4 separate regions of the Mus musculus genome follow, and all the other regions are linked to region 4. A link is a contact called in public Hi-C data. All regions are on one chromosome and are shown on one strand. Each heading gives the region's core, a stretch centred on a gene start, on an enhancer-like site or on the middle of the called end of the contact. The rest is flanking DNA. Distances are from core to core; before and after follow the strand shown. Region 1 has its middle 58 kb from the start of n-TGccc3. Region 2 has its middle 38 kb from the start of n-TGccc3. Region 3 overlaps Gm42266 (a long non-coding RNA gene). Region 4 overlaps Bach2 (BTB and CNC homology, basic leucine zipper transcription factor 2).

Evidence for each region. A called contact is a pair of places that touch in the nucleus more often than the background predicts.
Region 1: a contact with region 4 is called in a Hi-C map of bone marrow-derived macrophages, with 20 read pairs. The contact joins two enhancer-like sites. A contact is called at or near these places in 2 of 15 datasets of contacts at CTCF or cohesin (the NIH/3T3 cell line and stem cell-derived epiblast-like cells), 7 of 484 Hi-C or Micro-C datasets (CD4 T cells, CD8 T cells, bone marrow-derived macrophages and 4 more) and 8 of 115 datasets of contacts at active chromatin or transcription factors (CD8 T cells, Th2 cells, double positive thymocytes and 5 more).
Region 2: a contact with region 4 is called in a Hi-C map of bone marrow-derived macrophages, with 17 read pairs. The contact joins two enhancer-like sites. A contact is called at or near these places in 2 of 15 datasets of contacts at CTCF or cohesin (the NIH/3T3 cell line and stem cell-derived epiblast-like cells), 42 of 484 Hi-C or Micro-C datasets (the 63-12 cell line, B cells, the BV-2 cell line and 27 more), 28 of 115 datasets of contacts at active chromatin or transcription factors (the 230-238 cell line, CD8 T cells, DN3 thymocytes and 19 more) and 2 of 9 other capture datasets (bone marrow-derived macrophages and embryonic stem cells).
Region 3: a Hi-C map of bone marrow-derived macrophages shows a contact between it and region 4, with 18 read pairs. The contact joins two enhancer-like sites. A contact is called at or near these places in 55 of 484 Hi-C or Micro-C datasets (the 63-12 cell line, the AML12 cell line, B cells and 37 more), 14 of 115 datasets of contacts at active chromatin or transcription factors (the 230-238 cell line, CD8 T cells, bone marrow-derived dendritic cells and 7 more) and 1 of 9 other capture datasets (embryonic stem cells).

What each region holds. Positions count from the first base shown.
Region 1 is chr4:32,285,842-32,289,670 of GRCm38.p6, forward strand. It overlaps a transcript of Bach2 not described here. Among named protein-coding and RNA genes, the nearest start is that of n-TGccc3, 58 kb to the left of the region's middle. Within about 2 kb of position 2,475, at least 83 of the 459 cell types and tissues checked have an H3K27ac peak or open chromatin away from gene starts, as enhancers often do. A contact at or near this core is called in bone marrow-derived macrophages, where this site is marked.
Region 2 is chr4:32,266,112-32,269,719 of GRCm38.p6, forward strand. It overlaps a transcript of Bach2 not described here. Among named protein-coding and RNA genes, the nearest start is that of n-TGccc3, 38 kb to the left of the region's middle. Within about 2 kb of position 2,105, at least 12 of the 459 cell types and tissues checked have an H3K27ac peak or open chromatin away from gene starts, as enhancers often do. A contact at or near this core is called in bone marrow-derived macrophages, where this site is marked.
Region 3 is chr4:32,168,404-32,172,099 of GRCm38.p6, forward strand. All of the region lies in intron 1 of Gm42266 (a long non-coding RNA gene), which reads right to left. Among named protein-coding and RNA genes, the nearest start is that of Gm52717, 9.3 kb to the left of the region's middle. Within about 2 kb of position 1,803, at least 69 of the 459 cell types and tissues checked have an H3K27ac peak or open chromatin away from gene starts, as enhancers often do. A contact at or near this core is called in B cells, bone marrow-derived macrophages and microglia, where this site is marked.
Region 4 is chr4:32,553,889-32,557,623 of GRCm38.p6, forward strand. All of the region lies in intron 2 of Bach2 (BTB and CNC homology, basic leucine zipper transcription factor 2), which reads left to right. Among named protein-coding and RNA genes, the nearest start is that of Bach2os, 16 kb to the right of the region's middle. Within about 2 kb of position 1,928, at least 10 of the 459 cell types and tissues checked have an H3K27ac peak or open chromatin away from gene starts, as enhancers often do. A contact at or near this core is called in B cells, bone marrow-derived macrophages and microglia, where this site is marked.

The sequences.
Region 1 (3,829 bases), core at 1,225-3,724, 270 kb before region 4:
AGGTAGCTTCCATCATGCAACATCTGAATGTTTGTTTCCGGTTTAACATTTTTCTGCCTGACCTACATTTTATTTCATCATTAGCTAATAACAAACACCAGGTTTAGCAATTCCCTGTGGTAGACATTTTGAGTGGTGAGTTAGAACTGCTTGCTACATGCCTGGTAGGCTCCCTTCTCCCTGGCCATATCCCACCTCTACCACACACTCTTGACCTCCAGGCCTAGACCCTAATTTGCTTTCACTAGCAGGCATTGGGACTAGTAGCCACTTTGCTAAGTATTTTATTTTTTTGTGTATCTTGTATCTCATGTATCTTGAGGTTCTCTTTGATAGAGAGGAAATGAAATCCTTTGGGAAGGAGGAGATTGCTATGGTACAGTCTGGCTCCAGCCTGCTTGTTAACAGCAAAGCTAGCATAAATGTTTGTGGTTGCCTTTCCCAAACTGCCCCCACCTGCCTGAGTGAGGCGATTGGAAATGCAGCTATTTGGAGAAGTTGCTACTGAAGTGATTGGGTCATTTTTTTCTGTGTTAAATGCCACCAACCCAACAGAACAGTAGCTGAAATGATACACTGTTGTAATCTCATTGTTATCGTATACACACTATCCTATCGTATATACATTATATGGGAAGTGTGTGCTCATCTAGTTAAGTCTCAATGTTCCAAACGGAGTTCTATATGGAGAAGTGATAAGATTCAAATGTATTACACTCTTGGCTTTGGAAATAGTATATTATTTTAGTGGTTAGCCATCTGGCTTCTCAAGTATGTTTGGCAGAAGGCAGTCCTGACATTTGGCTTCCATCTTTTAGGCTGCAGATATCTGTGATTCAGGAGAGAAGGGCACAGACCTTGCAAGGCAAAGCTAGTGTGGTGGATGATCGATCATTCCGACTACTTCTCAAAGAGGGCGTCTGCCTGCTGAGGGGCTAACGTAGACCATGTCTTCGGGAGTCAGTGCTTGCTCACTCTGTAATGAAACTTTGGGATATTTGAAGTTATGGTTTCTCTTCTTTAGCTTAAGAGCCTTGTAAGCATCTCCTACATTATAGAGAGGCTAAAGAAGGAACAAATGTCTGTGTGTTCTCTTCTTAATATAATCAATCAAATATCAAGGTAGTTAGAGAAATATTAATTCAGTATGGATTTAGTCCTAAGCCAACCAAAGTATTCTTAACACTTGAAAAGTTAATTATCACATAAATATTTTAAAAATTCGCATTGAAATTAGTCCCTAGTGAAAGTGTAAAATGTAACGCGAAGCTCTCCCGCTTCGGAATGCTTTCCTAAGTGTATCCAAGTTCATGGGAATGTAAAGAGCTTGGCTCTGGTCCCTTTTGGTCTGTGATATTTATTTGCAAGTTTTTGTAATAAAGTTAATTAAAAATTAAAAATTCAAAAAACTTCGTGCAACTTGTTTACCTCTTTAAGACGAGGAACATAGGGCATTGTGGGTAGAATTGCTTTACAACCCACTGCAGGTTCTTTTGTGAGGCGAAATGAATTCTCCAAACAATATCCTTTGATTGACTTCAACATATCTTATATTAAACTATATTTGGACCTAAGCCATAATTAGTACATAAGGAACTTTTAAAATTAATGTACACTTGTGACCTATAAGATTAATTTAAAAATATTTAACTCAGTATAAAATATTCATTCATACTTATTTTCAGATTTCCTGTTGCATTTTGGAAATACTTCCTCTGTTTCTTTTTCTTTTTTTCCCTTTTCTGTACTGTTTGTGTCACTGTTTTGCCCACCAGGAATGAAATAGAGGTTTGATCTGCCACATCCGCTTGTATCTGATGGGCTGCACATCCCCTGATATAGACAATGAACTTGAAGATGTTTGGGAAAAACTGATCTGTGCTGAGCATACACAGACCCTGCTTTCCTTGTCATTCCCTAGGCAGGATGGCATGGCTGTTTACGTGGCTTTTACATTATGTTAGCCTTGTGAGGACTCTGCAGCGCATTTAAAGTTCACAGGTGGATTTGTGGGTTACATGCAGATGTCGGGCCATTTTATATAAGGCGTTTGAGCCTTCTTGGAACTGGACATTCACGAGTCCCCACAGACACTCAGGGACTGCTTTGATTGTTTTCCTAGTGCCACTGTTTGACTAATTCTTATCCCATAGTTGACCTTTTAAAAAAAAAAAAAACTCTGTGTGTGTGTGTGTGTGTGTGTGTGTGCGCTTATCTTCCTTTCTGTAAGAGATCATGAATGCCAGTGCTGAGCCTAGGGAAAATATCAAAACAAACACGACCTTTGATCCTTCCAGAGATAACCATCATCTCTTAGTCATACAGATAAAATTTCTTAGTCATATCTAACCATAGATACACACGTGCACTTTGCCAGAAATTGTTAAAATATGTGTACACAAACTTGTATCATTTTAAGGGGAAAAGGGAGCTCGGTATTGCTTCAGAGTGGTAGCTCTGCTCCCTGGATTCTTCACAGGGACCTGTCAGTCATTCTAGAGCCAGCACCTGGCTCAGGCTCTGCCGTGACATTTTCAGTTGATCCTTCCTTGTTTTCTTGGCTAGTTGCCCTTCAAACAGAAAGTTCATCGCCTCTCCTCAGCTGCTAATGTGATTTACTTCGTGTGTCTAGGAAGTCAGGATGGTTGCTGATTTTATTGTTTAGAGAGGACTGGCTTCTTGGTCTGAAGCCAGGGTGTTCCCAGCTGATAGAAAACGGAACCCAGCAGCCCCCATTTCAGAGATTGCCAGGCTTATGACTCAAAGATACTTTACAGGCCAGGTTAAGCAATTGTTAGGCCCCTCCTGGCACACGTCAGATGCGATGATTGTCTATTGATTGTAATCCAAAGATTATTTTGGCCCTCATCTACAAACACAGATGCCTTTTGATCAGGAAAAAAAAATGCATTGTGATAACTAACCTGCTGCCTGTACTTGAAAAGTAGTGTCTGAATTAGTGACTACTGTTCTGATTCTATGTTAGAATGTGTAATTTCCTTAATTTTCAGAACGGGAAGTGCAGTATGTGCTTTCTGAACTCAGACCCACAGCAAGCAGTTGTTTAATACAAATGAAAAGGAGATAGTGGCTGAGCTCTGTACAGTGGCAGTGTTACAGTATCTTCCCCCAAGATGAAACATAGTATCATTTCTCACAGGTGATGGAGAGCCACCTTGTCATAGAAAAGGGAGACCTAACTAATAAAGCCTTTGAACAAGCAAGCAGTTGTCCAGATAGCCTGGAAGATGTTAGCACCAGTGGCTGAAAGCTGTCAGGAGCCTCTCGACACCAGGTCTTATTTTCTTAGGTTCCTGACAAGTACCTGACCTCTTCATGCCTACACCAGCCGCACTTCAGCTTCTACTCAATATGAAATACCTAGGAGTGAGGAAGAGTGAGCCTTGGCAGCCAGCTCATTAGGGTGGATTGTTTTCTTTACAGATAATTGGCATCCTAAAAGGAGAACTCGTTTAAATAAGTAGTTGTAAAGCATTTTAGTTGGGCATCAGCAGTTGTGCTATTTGTGTGTGTGTGTGTGTGTGTGTAATACTCCAAGAAACTTACTATTTTATCAAAAGGCACAACTCTAAAAATGAAACCTACTGACGAGTTTCTATGGCAACCACTCCTGAAATGTATCTGGCTGGTGTGTGTCTTTTCATAATTTTTCTTTGCATGCTTTAAGGAGTTCCTTGAATTTTTGTTCCTGTGATGGGTGGATAGATGGATAATTGACAGAGGGAGCTACATTTCCCTGGGAAGAATTTAAGACTTATGAAAATTCCATAGATTTATAAGGAATATTATTTTGTGCTTAGCATAAATA
Region 2 (3,608 bases), core at 855-3,354, 290 kb before region 4:
AATTCCAAGTGTGGGGGGGAGGTAGAAAGTGCTGTGATTAAACTAAAAAAAAAAAAGTGGGGATTATAGCGAGGTCATTAGTCCTCCCATTTAGTTCCCTCTAGGATAAATTTGGTATCTATCAATGAACTACTCAACAATTTACTACAGAGTAAGTTCTAGGACAGCCAGAGCCACACAGATAAGCCCTGTCTCAAAACAAAACAAAACAAAAATTATCTTTTAACACTGGGAAAAGGTCGATTTCACTAATCTTTGTGATGGCAGCCACACGAGGTACCACTATGAACAAAAGCACATCTTCCGTCATGTCAAGAAGCAGAGAGTGTTTCTCATCCTGTTGGCCCAAATGAGAAGTTTACTTCCAGTCAGTGGCTGTGTTTGCTAGTGCATTAAAGTGGGCCAGCTGGCCAGTCACTCATCAGCAGTGAGGTGTATCCCAGAGTCTGAAACTCTATTTTATTTTTTTCTTTCCTTTTCCTTTTTTTTTCTCTTTTACAACTCAGTGGCCATGGACATTTCTAATTTTAAATTCCTGTTTTGCATATCAAGTTTATAAGCTATGACTTTTAGGATAATTTTTGTACTTTGTCCTGTAAACAGATTTTAAAAGCATTGAATGTAAAATGCATGTGAAGTTTCTTGTGTATCAAAGGCTCGCCTTTCCTCTCCCTGACTTAATGGGCTCCTGTTTCCAATTTGTGTTAGAGCTCTGTGTGAAACATGAACTCTAGTTTATGCAAGTCCTAAGAGGGAGCGCAAGTGTGTGTGGGGATAACAGCCCTTGAGCAGCCTTTGTGGCAGGCCTCTGTTGAGTCCTGGAGTCATTCTCCAGCAAGGCCAAGTGCTCACTTTGCACGTGGAAATTGCAGATGTCACTACTTGAACTTGCCACCAGTGCGCGCATGTAATATCTGTTGGCAGCATAATAGTTTTTGGCTACTCCTTGAGAATCCCACCCGCATCCCCTCTGTTTGTTTGTTTCAGAGCAGGGGATTGAGTCCCAGAGCCTAGCACATTCCAGATAACAGCCACTGTTACTGAGAGCTACAGCCGGATCTGACCGTTCTGATTTTAAGAAACAAATTTTCTCATGTAAAACTCAAGTTGGGAGGTTGGGCTCATTCATTTTTTATTCTTTCAGCAAGTAAACATTAAGTGCCAACTTTGTGTCCGTGCTGTTCAGAGAGGGACAAGAGAAGGCTGCTACTCTGGAATTGTGTGGTAGAGTCCATGAACAGATACAGATAGGAAACAAAAACCCCTTGACTATCCTAGGGTAGTGACGTGAGGGTGGGGTGCTCCATCAGAGGTGAGATGGCTAGTAAGATATCACTGAATGAATGAATCCCATCTGAACAGCGAAAGGATGTATAGGAGACTCACCCAGTTGGAAAAGGCTGGTAGAAAAGGCATTCGTGGGGCAAAAGGCCCTCACAAAGCCACAGAAACAGAAAACATACACGTGTTACAGTGTGTGGATTTCTGATGGTCTGTGTCACTAGAGCTTGGGCCCACAGGAAAGTCCCAAAGACATTAGCCTAAAACTTTATCATTTCAAAGTCATTGTCTTTTACGTTGTATTCAGTGGGGGACTATTTCAGGGTTTTTCTTTTAGCAAAACATCTAGATATTTATCTGTTGGTCATCATCAGGTCCTTTATATGTAGACCCATCATTATCATTAAATGTGTGATGGAAAATCATATTGCAAGTTAGAAAGTACTGGAAGTTAAAACTCTTCCCGTCTTTGGAAGTTTGATAAGCAGGAGACAGAACTGTGTTTTTGTTTTTGTTTTGTTTTGTTTTTTGTTTTTATTTCAGGACCTTTTAACAAAGAAGTTCCATGGTTACATGTGTGCTTAGAAATAGTATCATTGCAACAGGAAGAGGAACTAGAATCCAGAGCCAGAGGGGCAATCACTCTGCTCCTTTATAAGTTCATGGAGAAGCAATGGCTACAGGGATGCAGACTAAAGCCACATGAAACTGGTCCCAAGGACCAGTTGAACAGAGTCCTCAAATGTGATTGGCCCAACACAGACATCAACAGAGAGGAAATGACTGAGAACAGTGTCCAGATCTCTGGGGAAACTTCATGGGTGATATCACCAGGATATGGGTGTACAGTAGGTCATGAGATTGGGGTGTGAGATTGATGTGGGTGGTAGAACAGAGATTAGTGATAAAAGTGCTAGGAAGAGGACATTTAGTGACTGAGACAGAGAAGCCTTCCAAGGAGTTGTGTGAAGGGAAGAGGAAAACTCGGGGTGGAGTATGCCAACATTCAGGGTAGGAGAGTCTAAAGATGGGGGTGTTCAGGAAGGCTTGTGTCACAGAGGCCAAGCATTCCATCCTGGATTTGCCAAGTTAATAAGTTGAATAGAACTGTCATGAGCAGTTGGTGAGGAGTAGGAAATTAGAAGGAAGATCTTCCATTTATACTGTGTGGGAAAAGAAAGCAAAATGGGCAGGGATTTTTGTTTTTTGTTTTTTTAATGTTGGTTTTTGAAGTTGAAATTTTGAGCATGTATGCACTGTAAAGGAGAGAGACTACCAACGAGGAAGAAGACAAATTAGTGGAATGATGTCTGTAATAAATTAAATCTGAGGGCATATTTGCTCGAACACTCATGAGGTCAATCAGAGGAAGAAAGGATCTATCCAGATTTACAAAGATGAGAAGAGAAGGCAAGTGAGGTTTGAAAGCTGGATATGTGATTGGATGAGAGATCCATGGAATGTATGTTCTGGATAGTCAAGGGATACATTCAACTAATACATTCAGGTCTCCTTAGAAGCACAGTGGAGGGATGAAACTGTTACCCTACCACAGTCACACTGCACAGGTTTTTAAGACCACACTCAGCCTCTAGACTCTCCAAGTTGATAATGGAACACAATAGGAGCTTTTATTGCTGACTCATTGCTGTGGGATACATGACTTTTCCAGTGAGTTGTGTTGGCTCAAGACTTCCCCGTGGCCCCACCAGATCATTCTTAGAACAGTATTGAAATCCATTTCCTTTTCTTTCTGTGCTCTTAGGAACAGTGGGCAGGACCTCCTGCAGTCTCTAGCTTTCATCCTTGAGAAATTTTACACTTACAATCTTTTCTTAGTGCCTGTATGTTTATAGACCTAACCTAACATGAAGAACTTAGTCAAAACGTGTGGATTCGTAAGAGAATGCTAGCTGCCATGCAGGTAGCCCTTCCACCTTTACAGAAAGCAAGGAGAACAATGTTGAGTGAGCTGCTGTAGCTCTTTGGACAAAATGCACCTGGTGAACATATACAGAATTTTCTGTTTTCAGCAGCAGACTTCGAGTCCCCAGTAGTGAGCACAGAGCTATTTCTAGTGTAGGCTTTATGTTAGGCTGTAAAACAAATGTTAATATATTTAAGAAAATAAAAGTTAGACTTAGTATTATTTCTGACTACAAGGGTATGAAACTAGGAATTAATAATGGAAAGAACCTTAGAAAATACACAACATGCCCCCCCCAAACAACCCACTGATAGAGAAGAACTCAGAAAGGAAACTTGAGAATATCTTGAGGAGAATGACAGCAGAAGTGTAGACTTTGAAGCTGCAGGATAGATGCTCC
Region 3 (3,696 bases), core at 553-3,052, 390 kb before region 4:
CTCCAAAAAAATGTGGATGGAAAATGGAAAGTCTGTGAATCTCTATAGCTTTATGCATTCAGTGGGATGGATGAATTCACAGGTTGTAGAGAATAGATAAATAGATTTTAATATCATGGAATAATTTTCAAGTGAGAATGGGTATCTGAATCCTAAATTATTTAAAAATCCCTTAGGTTATTAATCTATAATAGAAAAATATAAGTGTGGGACCACATACTCACTATGAGAGGTCTAGTATAGCAGTCAGGAGTGCTGGCTGAGTCCAGTGTTGCTAGAGAAAGATAATAGTGAACTACTGTCACCCATGAGAGTTTTGAAGTCAGTAACATGACTTTCTGAATGAAGTGGAACTGAAGGCCTTGAGAAGCCCCGACAGGTCTGGCCTCTCGCTCAGGTGATGCACACACAGAAGGCAGACCTCAGAACACATGTCTGTAAAGCATCTCAAAACTGCTGCCAGAACCAGATGTGATATGCTCTGCTTAAAGAACAACAAACCCTAGCTACCCCTGAGCGTACATGCTGTCTCAGCAAGTTCTTACTTTATTTGTGTTGTTACACGTTTATTCACAGAACTATCACCCCGTGGTGGGTGTTTCAACGTGATGCCCATGTCTTCCAGGTGCTCCCTTGTTCCAGGTCTCAAAGAGCAGGCAAGGCAACTATATGACAGTGTTTGAAATACAGTGTGAAAAAATTAAGTGCTGGCTGGACTCAGTCAATCTGAACTCACACCCTGCCTCTGTTACATGTAGGAACGTTGTGGGTCTCAACATCATCACACGTAAAATTAAAACGATAGCAACCACCACCACCACCACAGAGCTTGTGGAGTTAAAGATGAATGGGATCTGTAGAGTGTGCTCAGTAGATATTAGGCATCATTCTGTAGACACATAACTGCAAACTAACTTAATGCTGAGCATTGGAAAACTAAATACGTACATAACAACAGCAGAATGCTGCACACACACACACACACGGAGACAGACAGACAGACAGACAGACAGAGACAGTGCTAATAATTGTAATAAGGTCTGATTTCTATCTCAAAACATGTTAGTGAGGACTCATTTCTACAATAGCATCCCACATATACAGTAGGTAACTTGTCCTCTTTTCTAAAGGGACACTTCAACTCCTTCAGGACCAAGAAAACAAGTCTGAGGATATTTTTTTCCTGAAAATAAACCCCTGACTTAATCATGTTCAGTCCAGATAGTGGGTCAGGTGTTGCTAGGCAGAGTCCCTACAGGACACTCTGGCTTTTCTAGGGGTCCTCTCCATGTTGTTCACAATGATGTCATCTTCCAGTAAGTGCATAATATTTTCCCCAAAGATGTATGTTCATCACAAGAAGCAGTTACAGAATGTGTGCACAACACACAGATATCACTGTAAAAAAAAAAAAAAAAAGAAAGAAAAAAGAAAAAAAACCCCGCCCAAGAGCCAGAGAGATCGCCTAGTTCCCTCAAATATACAACCCCCCTTTCTTGATTGTACCCTTTCCCAGGCTTCTTCCTCTGATCCTACCAGGATTCGCCGTGCGGCCAGCCCTCACTCTTCTCCATAGAGGATGCGGACTGGAAAGTTATCACTTGTTTAGTGAGATCCTTAGTGGGAATTTGACAACCATTAGAGCACACAGGTGCACTCGTGCAGGTGTGAGACCCTCAACAGCTCTGAAAGCAGCTGTGGCTTGCAGGGTGAGGTCCCCATTCCCCATTTAACAGTGGAGAGCCAAAAACAGACTAAGAGGTGAGTCACTGACGAGTTATTCCTAAACAGCAAAGACCAACACTTTAGTGAATTCCAAATCCTGAAGTCACACGAGTCCAAAGAGGGAAGTCGTGAGAGTCAGGAGAGGGGGCAGGAGGCCGTGAAAAAATAGAAGTGACAGAAATAGGCCTTCAGTGTTCTGGCTGCTCATTAGACCAGCACTGAGATGGTGCTCATATGGCCTGAATAACTGATACTTTTTATAAGTAACTGAAGAGCTATAAAAAGCTTAGCATTTAAGAAAACAACAAACAGCTGTGGTAAATGAGCAAGAAAAAAAAAAAAAGAAAAATCTAAAGGAGCGAGCAAGCATTGTCTGGGCTGCAGAAGGTCAAGTTGCTGCAGGAGGAAGTGCTAAGCCCTCCTGTCGCAAATGCTACAGTGTATGGACCGGCCCCTCCCCCTCCCCCACCCCCTCAGCCACACCTCTCCCAGAACTTGCCCTCCTCCCTTATCAAAGAGAAAGAGCACAGGCAAGTCAATAGAATACTCAGCCATTATCTCCCGAAAACAGCATTTGTTAACCCAGGAGACCTAGCCACGGATTAAGCAGTGTCCACCTGAGGTCTTGCAGACCAAGGTCTCCAGTGAGAGCAAAACTCTCCCTGAGGTCAGCTGCCACTGCATTCTGGATGAGCCTCATTGAACTGGGGCGGCCCCTGGGATTGGTTTCTGTGCGCCCTGAGATGTCACACAGTTGCCCTTCCCTTTAACAGAAAACGTTATCTGCAGGCGCTACAGCTAGCAGTGGGTAACGGTATTCCTTCCAACTTCCTCACTTGGCTGATGGGTAAGTTCAGTGATGAAGGTCGCTGTCAGTGGGAAGGAGTGCAGGAAAGTGGTCGGCAAGCACTTGGCTCTGGCCTCTAAAGTCAACTCCACTGCTCACTGTTCACGACTTGAGTGTTAACCTCTCGGCACCTCAGCTTCCTTGGTAGTAAATTTAGGAAGTCGGTGTTTCCTTCCTCTGGTCTTCAGCTGAATCTCAGGTTAGCTTGCTAACTAATACTTGAGAGCAATCTTGAGTGGCCTGTAGACATCTCGCCTTGTCTCTAAGCTTTGGGTGATATTCTTAATAATACATCGTAAGCACAAGTTGGAAGAAATGGAAAAGGAGCAGGAAAAGGGTCGGTCTGTTGTTACCGAGCAAAGGTTTTTGCTTCTTATGTTATTGAATGAAGAAGTCAGCCCAGACAGATAGCTAAGGAAAGGACAGTATACTCCAGAGAGAGACTACCATGGTCAGGGTGAACTAAGTAAGTGCTTTGGGTTCTGTGTTGTGGGTTTTAAAACCATTTTAATGAATATTTATTAAGTGGGTGGTATGTTCATGAGATCAGGTGACTCCCTTCCAAATCATGTTAGACCAGACCTCCTTTTTTTTTTTAAACTATTCTTCTCTCACATATTACATCGCGATGGCAGTTCCCCCTCGCTCCCTCCTCCCAATCCCTCCCCACCATCCCCACTACGCCCCAGATCCATTCTTCCATTTCCTTTCAGAAAAGAACGGGCATCTCAGGGATATCAACCAAGCATGGTATAGCAAGTTACAACAAGACTAGGCACAAACCCTTATGAAGGTTGGACAAGGTAACTCAGCAAGAGGAAAACGGTCTCATGAACAGGCAAAAGAGTCAGAGACAGCCATCCCCACTTCCACTGTTAGGAGTCCCACAAGAACACCAAGCTACACAACATAACATATATGCAGAAGACCTAGGTCAGACCTATCAGGATCCCCAGCTGCTGCCTCAGTCGCCACGAGCCCCTATGAGCCCTGGTTAGTTGATTCTGTGGACTTTTCTATGGTGTCCTTGACCCCTCTTCCGTAGGATTCCCCAAGCTCAGACTAATGTTTGGCTGTAGGTCTCTGCATCCATCTGCGCCCACTGTTTCCGTCAGTTGCTGGAT
Region 4 (3,735 bases), core at 678-3,177:
TGTGAGTTTGGTGGCCTGGTCTTACTACTCTCAGAGCTGATGCCTACAGGTTGGTGCTGCTGCCTCCTGTGTACCAATTACGGCTAAGGTCAGGAGCCAGCAGGATACAGAAAGCAGGAAAAGATTAGTTCCTGTAACCTGCCCGGTCTCAGTCCCACATGGAATGCCATATCTGCTCCTGATGTAAGATCTAGTACCATTGCGTAGTCGGGGCTGTGTATTCCAGGGCCACATAGCAATGGAGTTGCTTAGTACTGTTTATCATGCCCTTAGGACATTCCTAAATGGCCAGTGGGCTTTAACCTAGATCCGTCCACTTCCTTCACAGCGATGGCACAGGGCTTGTTAACAGCAGTGGAAAGGAACTAGTTTTCTATTTCTAACCACTTCATCCTACTTGATGAGCATTCCTTTTTTTAAGTACAATTTTATGGGTCATTGGAGAATGATTCGCTGCCTCCCACCCTTATTTTTTCCCATTATCAGAGACTTACTCCTTAGGAACAAAGAGTAAATGCCAGTGTAGATGTAGTCACAGCTTTATGATGGGCAGCTTCACCTTGCTACCTGGAGAGTTGCCATCTGATACAATGAGTGGATTTCAGTGCTTCCTCAAAATAGGCAGATTGTGTAGGCAGATTTGGATACATGGAGGCTAATCCAGTATGTAGACAATCCAGTAATTGATGGGTTTAGCACTATCCAAAATGTGTAATGGGCACTTTGTGTGTGTGTGTGTGTGTGTGTGTGTGTGTGTGTGTGTGTGTGTATGTACCTTTGGACCTTTGCCTGGGGTTTCTCCAGGGGCAGTTTAAATGTGCTCATCATATGAATGTACCCAAGACCCACAGCATAAACAGACGAACTGCATCCTAGTGTCCCAGTGTATGTGTTCTGGGGACCAGCAGACCATCAGTCTCTTCTCATGTGTGTGTCTGGATTTCTCAGCTGACCGCTGTTCACATACTCTCGAGATGGCACTTCTGGGGTTGTCTTGCGTACACTCTTACAACAGTAACTAATTTCACACACTTTGTACGGCCTCTACACATCTAAGCTTCAGTCACAGCCACGTGCTTGTCCGTCACTCTCAGCCCTAAGTCAAGGGTCCTGGGTTTACATCCTGCCTGCTTACCCACTAGATTGTACAACCTTGGATAAGTTCCTTTACCTCCGTGCCTCTCAGTTTCCTGGGTACGAGGTAGAAGCCATCATGGCTGCTTTACACGCCAGCACAGGACTGGCCCATGAGATGCTTCACAAGTTGTGGCTGTGACTCCCTAGACAAAGCCTTGCACGTAGAAGACGAGTACAGTTGTGTGTGCAAGGCAGGATTCATCTGGGTGTGGAAGAAGAGTTAGATGTCGGCTCTTGTGAAATTTTCTGGTGCAAACAGACTTTCCTGTCTTGGGCTTAGATTATAATTTATAAGCCAATCTCTCTTCAGTCTTACTGATTTTAAGGGGCACATTAATTTGTATGGCTGTCTCATGTATAAAATACTGTTTTGAAGTATGGCCACACTGTGGAATGGATGAATCAAGCTAACTAACAAATGCATTCGTTATCATTCTGTGATAATAACACGTGTGCTTTCTTGTCAGTTTTCAGGAATGTTCCATATTGTCACTAACTACTCACTGTACGGCGGCTCTCAGATGAACTGTTTATTTAATAGCTATGGGTTCTTTGACCACCATCTTCCAATCTCTTCTGCCATCTAGCCATCCCATCCGCATTTTCTTTTCTGTGCCTATGAAATCTACGCTAGACTGTACATGTGAGTGAACTACTGCAATCGTGCCTCTCCGTGCCTGGCTGATTTGACTTGTACAACTTCCCATGTGACCATCTATGTAGTTACAAATAGCAGGGTTTGTGCGTTTTATGCTCTATTGTATTCTACTGTGTGCATATCCTGTACTTCCTCTATCTATTATAGAGAATTAGCTACTGAGCATTGTGCTGCAGCAGTAAGTACAGGGATACAAACATACTGTATTTATTTCCTTTGGAAACACACCCAGCAGTGGGGTTTCATTTTTTACTTTTTAGAGAATTCTCAATGGCTCCTTTTCTCTGCAGCCTCACCAACACATACTAAGTTTCACCCTTCTAATAACAGCAATCCTGATGGGTTTTTTATAATTTTTTGAGACAGGCTCTCACTATGTAGCCCTGGCTAGCATAGGTAGACTTCCTTATGTAGACCAAGCTGGTTTCAAATTCACATAGATCTATCTGCCTGCCTCTGCTTCTGGAGTGCTGAGGTTAAGGGTCATAGCTGCTCTCTTACTATTTTTTACATTTGGTCCTTAGTAAATGTAGAACTTGCAGACATGTTCCCACATCTCTTTGTACTCTGTAATTCCTTTGTAATTCCTTAATCCCTAAGTAGAACCTGTCTTTATTATGATACATGCCCCTTGGTCTAGTTTTGCTTTTGTTCCTTCATACCCCAAATGAGGCAGTATATCCAGTATCCAAAACCATCATAGTCCAGACCAACACAATGGAATTCTGTGCACACTCCCATGCATTCTCTGTAGTTCGAGATCCCATGTTTGAGTCTTTCTTTCATACACTTTGAGTGAATATTTGTATCTGGTGAGAGACACAGATCTGTTTTCATGCTGTGAAGTCGTACAGTTTTCCCAGTAGCACTTACAGAAGTGATTTTCTTTCTCTGCTGTGTGTTTTTAGCACCTTTGTCAGATCAGCTGTCTGTAAATGTATGGGTTTATTTCTGGGCTCTCTGTTCCATTCTCCTGGTCTGGCTCTGTGTGATGCCATGACAGTGCTGCTTATGGGCTAATGCAGTTTATGTTATGTTTGTAAAGGGGGTAAGACAATGCTTCTTGCTTTATTTTTCTTGTAGATTTCTTTGGTTCTTCGGGATCTTTTGTGGTTCCATACTGTTGATAGAACTCTCTCCCAGGGAGAGACATAAAGCATTGTGTAGTCCTCCTCTCAGAGTCCTAATGACCAACGGAAACGTGACCCACCTAAAGCTCCCTCTAGAGAGCCATGAGTTTACAGCTTCCTTACAGAGTATAAGTGAGAGGTCACTTACAGGGTACGGGACTCCTTCCCCAACTAGCTGTACCTGATAACCCTTACCCAGCAGTGGTGTGGGCTTCCTGTAGCCCTATCTAGTATTTCTTGACTGATACATAATAAGTATATATACGTATAGTCAGAGATATAGAGAATATAGAATCTTTCTACATATACTATATATACATACTCTTTCTATTTCCATATATACTATATCTCTGAATGATACACACACACACACACTAACCCCTCCCCTAACCCACATGCAGAGTCCCCAGATGGGAGGAAGCAGTTGGATGTAGCTGCATACTCCAGCAAGAATCGCCTTGCTATGCTGGGGCATAAACCACCAACAAGCTTAGCTGAGATGAAATATTGCAGGGGAACACAGCTGAATGCCCCAAGATGGGGCAGTTGCTTGACATAGAAGACAGTCACTCACAACACATTCCAAAAAATAATAATAATAATTAAGAGGCATAACCAGATTTGAAAAAGCCAGCTACTGCCATGGAAGTCCCTTAAAATATATAAATATACATATATCAAAAGTTTAAATGGAGTTACCCTATGTTCCAGTTAGTTTCTATTGCTGTGATTAAAACCATGACCAAAAACAACTTGGGGAGGAAAAATGTTTAACCTTACAACTTAAAGTTCCTCATGAGGGGAAATCAG